Linked DNA regions of Columba livia: region 2 is linked to region 1. Evidence: chromatin contacts called from public Hi-C data. All regions are on one chromosome and are shown on one strand. Each heading gives the region's core, a stretch centred on a gene start, on an enhancer-like site or on the middle of the called end of the contact. The rest is flanking DNA. Distances are from core to core; before and after follow the strand shown.

What was found. Hi-C and Micro-C count contacts between places; a contact is called where the count stands out from the background.
Region 2: a contact with region 1 is called in a Hi-C map of crop, with 8 times the contacts expected there. The contact joins two enhancer-like sites. A contact is called at or near these places in 2 of 2 Hi-C or Micro-C datasets (crop and liver).

The regions. Positions count from the first base shown.
Region 1 is chr2:35,905,705-35,910,372 of bColLiv1.pat.W.v2, forward strand. It overlaps SNX10 (sorting nexin 10), which reads left to right. Exons shown (of 7, transcript XM_065051365.1): 7 at 1-1,442. Among named protein-coding and RNA genes, the nearest start is that of SNX10, 40 kb to the left of the region's middle. Within about 2 kb of position 2,472, at least 3 of the 3 cell types and tissues checked have an H3K27ac peak away from gene starts, as active enhancers do.
Region 2 is chr2:36,071,365-36,075,994 of bColLiv1.pat.W.v2, forward strand. It overlaps SKAP2 (src kinase associated phosphoprotein 2), which reads right to left. Exons shown (of 11, transcript XM_065051387.1): 10 at 4,141-4,242; 11 at 1,265-3,748. The coding sequence ends at 4,150. Among named protein-coding and RNA genes, the nearest start is that of SKAP2, 120 kb to the right of the region's middle. Within about 2 kb of position 2,032, at least 2 of the 3 cell types and tissues checked have an H3K27ac peak away from gene starts, as active enhancers do.

The sequences.
Region 1 (4,668 bases), core at 1,222-3,721:
CCAGCCTAGAAATAGATATAACTATATGTAGATAGGTAATTCCCTTTTTTTAAGAATTCAGTGAAGTTTTTCAAAGAAGGAGCATGTGAATTACAGAAGCAATAGATTATTAAATGGTCAGATAATAAAGGTTATCACAGGCGTGTGTGGGCATGCTTTTTTAAAGCATCCAGCTGGGAATCTGTGTAATTTTAGAAACATGTTTTAATAGCCTGAGGATAACATCTCTTAGGTAATTACTTTAAGCCACTGTATTTTGTTGATGGTAACACTTTTATAGGATAAATATACGTTTCTTTTTTCTTGATCTTATTGAATTGCACAAATAGATATAGTCACCTTCTCAGCTTGTGTGTGAGTTAGCAGCGAAGCTACTTTAATGTAAAAGTGATATTTAATTAAAGCAACAAGTTATCACTCAAAGTAGCTTAAAAAATAGCTGTTATTGCCAGGCAGAGATATTGATGACTTGACTTTTTTTTTAAAGATAGCACGTTACAAGAAAAAGTGTTTAGCAAATTTATTTAAAAGAAGGAGAAAATATAAAAACAAAACTGGAATAATGTCTGAGAAAAATATTAGTGTTTTTATTTAACACAGTGTCAGGTTAGTGGTTTTTTATTTTGTTCTAAAACATTGAGCTAAACTGTTGAAGCACTTTACAATTCTGGCCTACTAACAAGTCCTCGATATTCAATGAAAATAACAGAAATAAAAAGTTTTGGGAGCCTTTGTGGCTTTTTTTCTTTTTTTCATTCTAGGAGCTTATCTGTATGTCAGTGACTGTTTCACAAATGAAGATGTTTCTGAAATAAATATTTGTTTTCTAGTAGTTCTGTTGTTGTTCTGTTATTTACTTTGTCACTCTGTTCAAAAAATTCTAAGACCGCTATAACACAAGTTTCTTCCCAGCTTTCACAGAAATTTGTTTAAATACTTATTTTTGAATGTTGCTGGTATAGCCAGTGCTACTGGATTTTTTGTTATTAAAGGGGAAGAAAAAGTATTCTGTGCTCTAGTATGTTGTCTTTGTGTATCAGCCATTTGTAACTGCATATATATGCTTTAAGACAGTGTTTAGTTTGGAACATCTGAATGTGTTAGAAATTTGAATGTAAAAAATATTATTTTTAATGTATTTTGTGACTTCAGTGATTTGGTGATTTTTTTTTTTTTTTCAACACTATGTAATATATTTTGATTAAGTTGATCACTGGTATTTTGATTCAAATTTTTTAGTTTTGAAATAATGCTGATATTTCCTGCTAGTTTTTTAAAGAGGCTAATATCTAGTTTATAATATCATCTAATTACTATTGCTAATTTATATCTAATTGCAATAATTCTGCACCCAAAAGCTTAAGTTTTTTGCTTGTAACTTTTTATTCTCATTTTTAAGTGATTAAATAAAACAAGTTACTGCTTTCTATCTTGTGTTTAAACCTGCCAGTAAGATTTATTTCAATATAAATTTCCTAAACAGTTCATGACTTACCATGTGTAATTACTGTTCAATTATTTTTGTGATATGCGTGTATATATATATATAGTCATGTTTTGTTTTTTTTTTTTAATATAAACACTTGAAAATAACTCACCATATATGCTATCAAATTCTATAATGTAACTTCATGATATTGTAAACTAGTATTAGGCAACCTGTTACTTACAGTGTCATTGGAATATGTTTTCAAGAAATATGAGAAAAAATTATCTTTTGGAAATAATTTCCATTTAAATAGCAGTGCGGTTTTATAAGCATTGAGGAAATTTCCACTCTCAAATTCCCCACCATCTAACTCTGCAAAATTGTGTCCAAGTATTTTTTTGACATGTACTGTATTCAGTTTTTTTTGCAGAGCAATATCTAATATCTACATACTACTCGTGCCTTGCTCTACTGTGAAATACAAGGTCTAGATTAAGTCAGCATGCTCGGGGGTGAGGAGAATAGAACTCGTCTATCTCTCTGTAACCGCAGGAGTGGTGCTGATGCCCAGGGAGAATTTAAGGCAGGGGATTTTCACCCGCTACGTTTTTACACTGTTGCAGAACCGTAAATCATTATTTCCAGTATCGAGTTCATTATTTCCATAGAAGGCCTAAATGCTTTAGGAGAGACACAGTTATTCTCTTCTAGGGTGTTAAAAATACGCTGTAGCGTGTTAACGTTGCTTCTTTGCCTTCTGGAATAAAACCTCCTTAGAAAACAATTCAAGCGCCCTTATAAAATAAAACAGGGCAGAAATAAAACTTTCTCCTTTAAGCCCATGATTTCTTAATTTTGCGAGCCACCCGTCCCACGCGTGTGCGCGTGTGTGTGATCGCGGCTGGAGCTGCCGCGCAGGGGCCGGCGAGCGCTTCTCCTCGGCGCTCCGAGGTCGAGCGGCACCGCCGGCTGCTCGCAGGGCTCTGCCGCCCGGCAGCGGCCGCTCCAGCGGGCACCGCGCTTGGAAGGAAAAAGGGAAAGAAAACAACAAAAAAGGAAAGGCAGCGGCGCCGCAGGTCGCCCCCCAGGAGGCCGGAGCGCCGCTCCCCGCCGCACCCCGGCCCGGCCCTTCCCCGCGCCCCATCCCCTCCCGGCCCTGCCCTGGGGCCGCCGGCCGCGGAGCGGAGCGGGGCGAGAGCCTTACCTGGGCCGCCGTCCTCTCCGCCCCGCTCCGCCCCTGCCGCCCCCCCCCGCGCACGGCGCGGATGGCGGCGGCGCTGTGCGCGCACGCGTGTGCCCGCGCGTCCCCGCGGTGGCAGGGGGGCGGCTGTCAGGGAGCGGAGCCGCCCGGCCTCGATCCGGTAACTCGTGGCAACCGCGACCCGTGGCAACGGCGGGGGGAAGCGGGCGGGCGAGGGGGCGGGCCGCCCCGCGCTTCCGCACCGCCGCATACCCGCGGAAGGCGCCGGCCCGGCTCTCTCCACGGGGCGGCGCGGAGACCGGCTCCGCGCATCCTTCCCCGTCCCCCCGCGGCATCCTGTAGCTGCGTCCCGGGCTACCTCCCACCACCTCCCCCGCGCAAACCGCGCCCCCCCTAGCCGGCCGTGCCGCGCCGCCAGGGGGCGCTGTGGGTCAGCGAGAAGCGCGCACCGGGCGGGGCGCGGAGCGGGGCGGCCACCCCTTCTCTGGCAGCGCGCTTGACCTCCGCGGCTTTCCGCGGGGTGATAACGTATTTTTCATTTATTTCTCGGGTTTGCCGCTCCTCACCCCTCATCCCTGTGCCCCTCCCGTAGCCGCGCCGCTCCGCAACCAGGCAAAACAGGGACGCGCCCACCGCGGGGGGAATGGGGCTCAGCCGCGGCAGGGGGTGCTGCACCTGCCTCCCCACGGGGAAGCCCCCGCCGCCCCCCACGCACCAGCCCCCACGGTACGGCAGCACCCGGCTCTGCAATTTTAAAAAATAATTTATTTTATTGAATTTTATATATTTTTATACAAAAGCAATTAGGGGTCGGCGCCAAGCCGAGGCGTGACATTTAGCAGCCTCTGTGGCAGGCAGGCTGCACTTAAATGGAGGCCTTTCTGCGGAACAACAAGAGCCAAAAGGCCTTGTGTCACCCAGTTATGTAAGACACAATCTCGCCTGAAAATGCACAATGAATCGGGAAGGATTTATGTAATTAATTGACCAGTCTTAACCTGTTATCGTGATGTAAGGAATTTGGAACTCATTAATTTGGGCCCTGACAGATTTCATATTAGAGCTGGCAAATATGGATTGAGCCTCTTATTCTTGTAGCAGCTGGAATTTCCATGACAGTGAGGATTAGTGAAGAAGACCTATTGCTGGAGTCAAGCTGCCTCTTTTGTAATCAGCAGCCCTGCTCTGCATTAAAGGGGTAATGGGAAAGCAAAAAGAAAAAAAAATAAATACCAAAAGGAAAAAAAAAAAGTGAGAAATATATTAATGTATGGAGCAGAGCAGGGGAGGGAGAGGAGGGACATACCCTGGAGAGCAGAGGCACCGGAGTGTGACTTTCCTGGCCCCATGGCAATGAAAGCGTCATGAAGGCAGCCCTGGCATGGTGGAAAGAGAAGGTGCCTGAAGGGCAGGTCCACAGCATCAGTGTGGGCCTTGGTGCCTCTCAGCCAGACTTTCAGATGGAGCCTCCTGGCAGCCACCGAGCACTTGGGGCCATGGCAGCAGAGGCTCTGGGAGTGGGCTAGAAGCTGCCGAGGGCTGGAGGGATTTAGAGATAGAGGGGTTTGGGTTGTAATCCTGGGGAAGAGAGGACCAGGAGGTACCTGTCTTCCAGCTTGGGCCTTGATGTCCTCCCCAGAGGAGAAAATGATGCTCAGGGTAGGTAAGGGCCAGGTCTGGGGGCAAGGACAGGCCTCCACACAGCCGTGGCAGGGGTGACTCTGCACATGATGTGCCTCAATTTGCCACGTACAAAGACAAGAGTAAGAAAACTCGCTTTGTCTTCTAGTTTGTGACAACTCCTCACTATGTTTTTTCACAGTCCCTGGCTGGGGAGGGCCCTCATCCCATTTCTAGGCATTGTTGTAATAGTAATAACATCGAGCGCAGGCTGTACAGAAACAGTCCAGGAGCTTTTATTTTCTCTACCAGCAATCTGACTGCCCTGGTAGTGAATACAGTTGTTAGAAATGGCTTTAGAAGGTTTCCATGAGGCATCATCACATTTCTCCCTCAAAATGTTTACCTACTCTTGTGA
Region 2 (4,630 bases), core at 782-3,281, 170 kb after region 1:
AACTCTAGGACAGAGATGCAGCTTTGGCAGAGCACTCTTCACTGAGCTCACTGTCAGTTTTTCTAAATAAAGGTGGAATTAAGCAGACACTTGTCTGAAAAATGTCAGCTTCAGAGAAACCCTGGTAAGTGAAGGTCTTACACTTTATCAGTACATTGTGCTATGTAGAGTAGAAAGTTGTTTATAAGGTTTCCATGCATATGCTTATTCCCACAGTTACATATTAATAAATTTTTCATCAAGCTGAGGGAGAGGAGAGAAACATCGAATGGCTCATGCATCTGAAAAGCACGACATTGTCATCTACCTGGCTACTGTCATGCATGTTTTAATATTTTACAGCTTTCCTACAGATCCCAGTGAACTTTATCAAGCCAGGACTCTGATATACAGCCACAAGTTTGTTTTGCTTTACCCGAGATAGAAAAATGGATGAAATGTAGTCTTTTGGCTACGGAGAAGCCTGTGCCTTTCTTTTGTTTAGTTCAGCTTACGGAAATAATTGCATCTCTTTCAGAAAGAGGACAAAGAGTATTCAGCAAAAGGCACTTTGAAATTGTATTGCCGGGTTTTGAGTTACAGTTTTGAGAGCCTGATCCAGAAGCAACCAAATTCAATGGCTGCTCAGTTTCAAAAGTCTTTGGATCAGGTTCTAAAGGGTTATTCTTTACACTTCTTCTAATGCTGTGTCATGCTCAGGCTGTAGAGCCAAAAAGAAGAAACTTTATGCATTTGGCTTCACATATAGAATGGCATCCTAATTAGCATTCACATTCTGCTTAATTCCAGTCACAAGAAGTTTTTATTATTAATGGAGGAGCAAAAGGTAAGTTGATGCACATCACTTCCCTAAATCTTATCCATAGATCTCTCTGACGAAAGAACCAGTGCATACACTACCCTCAGTACAGGTAATTAGCGGCAGCATGCACAAAGAGGTATATCCTAACTAGATGCTAGGAAAATACATGAACCAGTTGTCTGTATAGAGAAGTACATGAAAAAATACTAGAGTGTGACATTATTATATCCGGGTGCCTCTGCTATAAAAACCATTTGTATTACCCTTACTTCTCTGAATAAATTCAAATGACAGCCCCATTTCATTTCTTCATTCAGTCTGGAGGCCAGATGGCATTAGAATCATTTACTTCACCTTGTTGTGCTTAATTACTACAATCAACACACTATTTTCCAAATTAATCATAACAAAGTAATTTCATTAGTAACACAGCAGGCTGTTGAATTATTAGCATCATAACAGTTTGCAAACAATTAAACTTTATTTGAACCTTAAAAATTTGCAGAGTAGAACATTATTGTAAGATCTAATGGCAGTATAGTACAAATCCAGAACAGAGCAAATAATCAAGTAGAACGCTATACAAAATGCGACTTATAATCACCTTTCAAAAACTGAGCTGTTTTACTATTCACAGAATGCAAGTGCAACCTAAGTAAACAACAAAAATAAAGCAATTAGCATTTTCTACCATTGAGTTTTGTTCAAGTAGTATGGAAGGAGATTTTTTTTATCCAAAAAAGGTTATGGTATTTGCACAGATTTAAAGTAAACAATTCATCTGTGGTCCATTGCTGGTTTATTCCAAGACACTTCAAGTGAGTTTCAGGACATCCTTCACGCTTTGAATTATTAAGGCAGTTTGTTTATTCCCCCCCCCCACACACACACACACCTCCCCCCATGTACTAAGAGGGGTGAAAAGCCCTAAAAGAGAACTACAGACAAAAGACTCGCGATTTCTCCGACTGCCACCACCCAGCAGAGGCAGCGCTCGGCGGGCCCGCGGCTCATGGCTTGGGGAAGGACTCCCTCTCCTGGAAACGCGGCGGCCGCGCACGGAAGGGGGAAGGGGACGGGCTCGGCTTCCGACCCTGCCATGAAAATTTGCTGCCACCTACCGCCGCGGGCGCGCAGTGCAGCGCAAGGCCGCGCAGGGCCGCGGAAAGCCGCGCAGGGCAGCCTCTTCCCTTCCCCCGCGCCCCGGCTGCCCACGGAGCCGCTCCCGACCCAGCCCCGCGTTGGTCCTGTCCTAAATCAAAGTTTTGCAAATACACACTTCATCTCAACGAAACAGGGGATTTCCTCCCCCCACAGAAAGTAGGTGTTCGTGGAATTCGGAATTACTTAATTAATAAAAAGACGTTTCAGTGGGCAGATCTATTATGCTGCCAGGTTAACAAGTGAGAAGGAGCTTTTCTGGCCCTGATATTAACGCTTCACATTCTGTACACAATTCACAAGTACACTTGATAAATTAAAGTAGTAAAAGATCTGAAGACTATAATCTATCATTTTAATGCTTCACTGATAACTTACAGAATCAATTTCAATGACCATCTCCTTTTTAAAAAAATTGCAATAAAACTCCACAACCTGTTTGACTCCAATTAGAATCCAGCGCAACATCAAGTATCGTACATTAGCTAAAATAAAGCACCACATTTTAGCTTACTGAGAGGATGAGTTCAGACTAACGTTACCTTTTAACCCACAGTGTTTCCAGGGCCCGCCTGAAGCATAAACAGCACAAGCAACTACAAGGGGACCTGCACAGGCTCAGCAGTTCGCAGACTGGCCTGACCTGCCTCTTTGGCAGATTAAGGGTCTCACAAATCAAGTGTGTGGGAGGACTCGAAAAAGTTGATCTTGCATGCGAACAGTAAAGCGCATCTCCAAAACAAGAGGATTTGAAGTATTAACTCTGAGCTGCCCAACTCCTTTGTCCATGCAAGTGAGAGGATTTTAGCATACTTTCATGTTTTGACTGATGCTTTTAGCCACAAAGTTCTGGATTTGACACAAAGACTTCAGGTAGCTGTTACTAATCCACATAGAGCTGAAGATGTCTGTTGCACAACTTAAATCAGAAATTCCATATATGAAAAAGGTATCCAGATTTGACTTTGTAAAAGTTTCCCTTAAGGTACAGATAAAATATTGAACACTACCACAGACAAAAATCATTCTTATCTGCCATTTAGTTCATGTTAACTTAGCAAAAACTGTGGGGTTTAATATATTATCTTTTTACAAATTTTCATATAATTCCTATCTCCAAGTCAGAATGGTCTCAGGTCCATATAACCACATAGGCTGATTTATTACATCAGCAAAAGAACTAAGCCTTCATTTTGTGGCAACAAAATATTAGTTAACAATATAATACTAAATATATGAGAAAAATAAACCATTGGCTAAAACATAATACAAAAACACGTGGAAGCAGGCCTGAAGACTTGCAATATTACACATAAATTTCCCTTGATTTTCCTAGGAAACTGCACAAAATGTATGGTGAGCATTAAAGGGTTAATGTATGCATGAACTGACTAATAGTCTTCTACTTTTGAAGTTCAGTTTAATTTTTTCTAAATCTGAGGAACAGGAAAACACAGCCAAGTTCCCTGAAAGAACACGAACCTGTAGCTATACAGAGCGCTGCTTAAGAAGAGAGCAACAGGCACTGTTTGGCTGCTCGTGCCCCATATGTTAATTACCATCTATTTCATTTCCTAGCATTACAATTCTATACAAAGTGGCTACGAAGAACATTTCCGCAGAATTATGATCAATTACAGTTTTTAATGTTTAATATACACAAGGCAACGATATGAGTACGTTCACTGAAACCACAAAATGTGTACGGCAGAATCTTCTGCTTTCAGAGGCCGGGTCTGTAAACTGCAGCTGCACACCACTCTTGATTTCAAGTGCAGATTTCTCCTGATTAGGGAGAGAGAAGTTGAAAGTTTATCACTAACCAAAAAACCTCAAACATGCATATCAAACACAGTCGAAATTTATATCCCCTTCCGCAGTTTTCTGCATGGATACATACATAACACAACTAACTAGAAAGCAAAACAAGTTTATTAAAAAAAAAAAAAAAAAGGAAAATTAACAGTTACAAAATACATAATTTGTTTTTGTACACTGTGGTTTAATATTACATATAGAATCCCAGAAAAAGTGCTTTAACTGAACCTTCGATATATTTTGACATAATCTTTATGTTAACAGGACTTCTACGAAGGTTCCAGGAAAGAAGCACTTATGAAGCAGAGAACAAGGGAACATATAAGCCATTACAGAAGATTGGATTAAAATGTACTTACCCAGGCCTCTCAAATATCATACATCTCCATTATGTAGGCTTTAGGCACCAAGCCAATGGTTCCCTTCATTTCTCCTACCCACCAGCCAAATCTATTGTACTCCTAATTGAAAACAATATGCAATATTAACCTTTAGTCTGATATAAATGCAATAGAGTTTTGTATGCAGCTCCGTATGGATGCTTTCTCTTATATACAGTTATAATAATTTCAACTGAAAATTAAAACATTATATCTTTTTGTTAGAGGCATTCTCATGCGGAGTTAGGCAAAGAGGCAAAGACAGAAGTTACATTTTTAAAAGGCCAGGCATACTCAGGAAAATTTCTTAATTACAGCCATGCTTCTCTAACACCTACTAAAATAGCTGACCTCTCCATCCTCTATTTATCACAAATATAAAAACCTTATCTTTCTAACATAAATCTAATAGCACAACATTGACATATAAGAATCAACTGAGATTCTTTCAGTATCACAAGGCTAAACT